Regions from separate parts of the Tachysurus fulvidraco genome. Here region 2 is linked to region 1. A link is a contact called in public Hi-C data. All regions are on one chromosome and are shown on one strand. Each heading gives the region's core, a stretch centred on a gene start, on an enhancer-like site or on the middle of the called end of the contact. The rest is flanking DNA. Distances are from core to core; before and after follow the strand shown. Region 1 holds the start of pigg (GPI ethanolamine phosphate transferase 2). Region 2 holds the start of fnta (protein farnesyltransferase/geranylgeranyltransferase type-1 subunit alpha).

The links. A called contact is a pair of places that touch in the nucleus more often than the background predicts.
Region 2: a contact with region 1 is called in a Hi-C map of muscle, with 7 times the contacts expected there. The contact joins the promoter of fnta here to the promoter of pigg in region 1. A contact is called at or near these places in 2 of 4 Hi-C or Micro-C datasets (muscle and ovary).

Annotation. Positions count from the first base shown.
Region 1 is chr17:14,870,826-14,873,525 of HZAU_PFXX_2.0, forward strand. pigg (GPI ethanolamine phosphate transferase 2) reads left to right here and starts at 1,414. Exons shown (of 13, transcript XM_047802273.1): 1 at 1,414-1,873; 2 at 2,001-2,206. The coding sequence starts at 1,720. It overlaps hmmr (hyaluronan mediated motility receptor), which reads right to left and starts at 1,058. Exons shown (of 20, transcript XM_047802274.1): 1 at 427-1,058. The coding sequence starts at 472.
Region 2 is chr17:15,052,544-15,055,243 of HZAU_PFXX_2.0, forward strand. fnta (protein farnesyltransferase/geranylgeranyltransferase type-1 subunit alpha) reads right to left here and starts at 1,367. Exons shown (of 10, transcript XM_047802584.1): 1 at 1,150-1,367; 2 at 595-680; 3 at 358-472. The coding sequence starts at 1,283. LOC113635977 (LRP2-binding protein) reads left to right here and starts at 1,731. Exons shown (of 8, transcript XM_027135794.2): 1 at 1,731-2,216. The coding sequence starts at 2,087.

The DNA of each region.
Region 1 (2,700 bases), core at 164-2,663:
GCCTACCATGAAGGAGCTAATATTTAATTAGCTGGTGTATTTTCTGCCTTTTTTTTTTTAATCAGTTGCAAACTCGAGAAACGCTATGCTAGCTATTGTTGACGTTAGGCTAGTTGTTATGCTAGGACAACAAGAGTTAAACGTGTCCTATTACTTAAAATAGGTTTATGTAGCTAATGATAGTTATAATAGTCTGTTTATTTCTGGTTCAACGTTAACTAGCTGCTTAGTCGTTAGTTTTTAAATTTAGCATCAATACAAAACTCAGAAATGTCTGACGTGCGCGTGCTCGCTTCACTGACGTCACATTCAATATAATTTACTAGTATTTATAATCTCACTCGCATTTAATCAGGATATTATAATTATTATTATAGACGCGCTTTATTCAGCACACAGAGCACCGGATTTTGTGATCATACTTACCAATGTGTTCATTAAATCTTTTCAACGGAGCCCTTGAAAACGACATGATTCCTAGAGAGAAAACCTAATTAAAAAGCTAACAATGAAAAAAAGGGGAAATGGAAATATTGTCAGTAATTCAAACAACTTCCACAACTCCCGCTGAATTTTTGAAACTCCTTCTGTAACCAATCAAAGCAATAGAGACCAAATAGACCAATAAGAATCTCTCAACCCGTGACGAAAACAAAGACTGTCCAATCAGAAAGAACTTTCGTCATCGTACGTAGGCCCGCCCATAAGAAAGCATGTAACCTTGTAAATATAGTGTTTGTTATTGAGCACACAGTGAATTCATAGTATAGAAAGGAAATATATGTTAAAAATAATAATAAATAAATAAAAAGTGAAAACTCTAAACGAGGACCATCGTAAACACATAAAAGATTGATTAAATCCTTTCACACAAAAACAATCCTTCTTAGTAATTAAAGAATAAGTGCAAATGATGGCTAATGTTATACTATATATTTTGATCAAAAAATCAGTTTATAAATGAATGATATGCGATTATTATATTGTATTACATTGAATCCATGATATTTCTGATTTCTTACAACAGCTCAATAAAGTTTATATTTCCAAAACTACTGTATTATGGATTATTTCATGTCCAAAACAACAGAAATCCTGGTCAGGGTTGTGGCAGATCCTGAAGGCAGGGGATTTCACCCTGGAGAGGACGCTGGTGCATTGCAGGGCACCATTCATACTCAGAGGAAACCCATGTAAACAAAGGGCAATCAAACCTGTTAATTTGGACTTTAAGAATAAACTAAGGGGATTCTACTTGTTACATTCAAATATACACTGTTTTGCTTAGTTTTAGTAGCAGGACAGAAAGTTTTCAAATCAGAAAAGTCTAGATTAATGCCAGATGATGTCTCGCCTCTCCTCTGGCTTTCCTCGTGTCTCTCTGTTTGTGTGTCACGCGATTTGAACTTCTCGCTTGCCGTAGCGAGACTTTAATCAAAACACGGAAGTGTCAAAATACAACCTCGTTTAAAAGTCCATTGATTAAGAGTGTGCTGTTGGATATTAGATACTGATCGGGGTTCTGTGTGTTTGCTCAGCCAACTTATCGACTCTTTAAAATCAAGGTGTAGTATTGTGATGCTCGTGAACATTGTTTTTGGTTAACTGGTTGGGGATTAAGGTCAGATATGTAGTGGAGTCATATGCTGTATGCTACTAGTGCTACTGCTAATAATAACAATAACAAACAATAACAAACAATAACCCCGATCTATCAACATGAAGCTGAGTTCATCAGTGTTCTCTGCCTTCTGTCTCATTATTGAGTTACTCGGCATTGTCCTTTTCTTGAGAGGGTTTTTTCCAGTTCCAATCAAGTCGTCTTTATCATCAAAGAGCAAATTATCAGACCTGCCAGCAGAACCAGTAGTAGGTAAGAAAGAGCTTCATTACTGAGATGTTACTTTCATATTAATGTGATCCTGGTTACCATAGTTTGCTCTTATGTTCTGGAGATGATCAGTAATATATATCATCAGCATATTGTCTTTCTTTTGCAGGAAGTAGCCCAAATTCGACCAAAGTGCCTCCTCCATTATTCAACAGAGTAGTCATTGTGTTAATAGATGCTTTAAGAGATGACTTTGTATTTGGGCCCAATGGGAAGAGGTTCATGCCCTACACCAGGAACCTAGCGGAGAGTGGATCATCTCATAGCTTCATCGCTAAAGCCAGACCTCCGACTGTCACCATGCCTAGAATCAAGGTGAGTCTGTGCATGTGGCTGTGTAGAAATTTGTTTGTAACTGTTTTTCAAAGCACATCGTTACGTCAGATGATTTGTTAATAATACTTTGTGTTAAATGGGGTGGATTAACTGTTTACATGCTGTTTTGCACACTTTCTGCTCTTTTGCACAAACTGTTCAACATTTCAAACGTTTTGCACATACTGTATAATATCTGTCACTTTGCACATACTATCCAATATTTCAGTCATTTGCTGTCTTTGCACAATTTTATACATTATCTCAAGTACCTGCTGCTAAGAAACTGTTCATTCTAGTATTACTGCACGAAATATTATTTGAACAGTCGGTATTCACATATAGTATTCACAATGGTCGGCGCTGTTTCTGTTTACTGTTTATTTTTGTACTTTTTGTATTGTCTTGTAACTTTTTGTATGTACTGTCTTTTGTCCTGCACTGTCTTCTGTCTTGTCCTGCACTGTTTGCACCAAGTTGCACAGTTGCACTTT
Region 2 (2,700 bases), core at 117-2,616, 180 kb after region 1:
TTAATTATTTTTAGAACAATCTGAACCTGTAGTACATCTTCTCTACACTATTAAACATCTGCTCATAGATATTAAAAATACTTATTTTCATATATATATATATATATATATATATATATATATATATATATATATATATATATATAAAAAACACACCGTACAAAGTTTATAACTCAGAAATAAAATGTGCATTAAAATCTTCTTCTAATCATTTCGAGATTCGAACCGAATTGAAGTCTGTATCGTTACACCTCTATTTTACATTCTAAACACACACAAACGAGGTATGTTCATCTAAACAATGTCACAACAACGCTTGTATATCCTAATACTTCCACAAAACTTTACTAAACTCACCATACTGTGTAGTTTGCAGCGTTAAGTTCAATGGCTTCAGCAGTGAGCGCGAACGCTCTCTCACTCTTCTCATCATTCTTCAGCAAGGCTCTGAAGTAATCAAACACATCTGTAACTGTAAAGACACAAAGTCACCACATTTAAATACTGTATGTTTTGTTTACTAAAGAGAGAGAGAGAGAGAAAGAGTGTGTGTGTGTGTGTGTGTGTGTGTGTATACAAGCTAAATTCACTCACATCTGTCTGAATATGCTATTTTTACCACAGGGTTTGGCCCATCATCCTGAGGAACAGGCTCCAGATCTGCCCAATCTTTCCTGTCCCTTTTCAAAGAAAACAAAACAAAACAAAACAAAACAAAGAAGCTTCGTTTAAAAGCTTGTACTTTAAATATGTAATATGAATGTAATATGATCAGGTCTATCAGGGTTGCAGAAAGTTCACGGGTTCTGAATTACTACTCCAAATACACACCAGGAGAGATGCTTAAGAAAGTAGCAGAACAATTGCATAGGGATGAAAACAGCCTAGAAATAACAAGCATCATAGTGTACAGTGAGACAGGCTGTAAATAACCGGCTTAAGTAGCATTTCCTGTTCCAAAAACCGCTCTAAAGACCTTTCCTGAAGCCCCAATATGATGGTCTCATACCTAAAGTTCTCCCAGATACCACAGTAACCAGTGAGTTTAGTAGTTTAACTACCTAAAGCTGTAAGTGAACACAAAAGCTACAGTAGCCGGCTATGCTAATTAGCAAGTTAGCAAACTAGCCACGAAGCTGCAGTATTTACCTATAAAACACATATCCGCCGCTCAGAGGCTCTTCCAGATCCATATTTAATTCTTCTTCCACATAGTCATAGTTTGCGTTTACTTCCTCTAAGGCATCGGACACAGCGTTAGACATTTCCTCAACTGATGCCATTTGTAATGAAAGTGAACTAGCTAGCTCGTCTTAACGGAATGATGAGAGGAGAAGGGAGTTTGACAGACTGTCGAAGACGAGGACGTGTCAAAATAAAAGTGTTCTGTTCCGACGTTAAGATGCAGGAGACTTTTAATAGAAAGTTACTTATGTATGTCGATAAAGCAAATAAAATAAAATAAAATACATTTATTTTAATTTATTACATAATATTTATTGCAGCCTGAACATTTAAGACTCAGTATTTCTCTAAATCAACAACAACAACAACAACAACAATAAAATATAAATAAAAATAAAATAATAAAAATAAAATAATAATAATAATACCATTAATAATAATAATAATAATAATAATAATAATAATAATAATAATAATAATACCACTAATAATAATAATAATAATAATAATAATAATAATAATAATAATAATAATAATAATAATAATGTGTAGAGCTGGAGTGCAGTGTAAATTACGTTGGGGAAAACCTGCTAAAAAGTGTTTGTAATGAAACTATTTATTGTTTTGTACCAAAGGCTAAAAACAAGAGCTTCAGCTTTGGGGGAAATATAATCAGACTGTGCGACTCGGTCTTTAAAATCTTAAACGTTATTAATCTTTAACAACCACTGAATGTAGCATATAAATCAGTTTACGTCACAAAGCACTGGTCGTTAAGGAGACGGTTGTACTCAGGGTTCAGTTACTAAACTCCAGAGTAAATGCATCTGATAAAGTGCATTCACGTTCGTCTGCGTGGTCAATGTCTCTGTTACTTTGTTAACATTAAGGAACAGAAAGAATGATGGATTACTCCGACCAGACTCCTCACAAGACCGATAAACTGCAGAAAATCAGAACAGACAAAGTGTTCAACGCTGTTCTCAGTGTTTATGAGAACCATGCAGCGTTCAAATCCGCCGGGAATTCAGGTAGCCTTGAGCACAACATTAGTTTCCTGATTGGTTCTATTCCAAGCGCATTAAAATTTACAATGATTAATTTGGTTAATTATTACGTGCTGAAAGAGCTGACATGGTAATTATTCCGTGTAAAACAACGTGAATTTAATCATTTGTAATACAATTACAGTTCTTCTTTAATATAATTAAAGTCACTGAATAAATGAAAAATATCTGTGTGATGGGTACATGATGGGTACGTGATGAGAACGTGATGGGTACATAAGTACGTGATGAGTACATGGGGAGTACGTGATGAGATGGGTACATGATGACTATGTGATGGGTACGTGATGAGTACGTGATGGGTACATAAGTACGTGATGAGTACATGATGGGTACATAAGTACGTGATGAGTACATGAGTATGTGATGAGATGGGTACATGATGAGTATGTGATGGGTAAGTGATGAGTACATGATGGGTTGAGCTGGTTACATGATGAGCTGGATA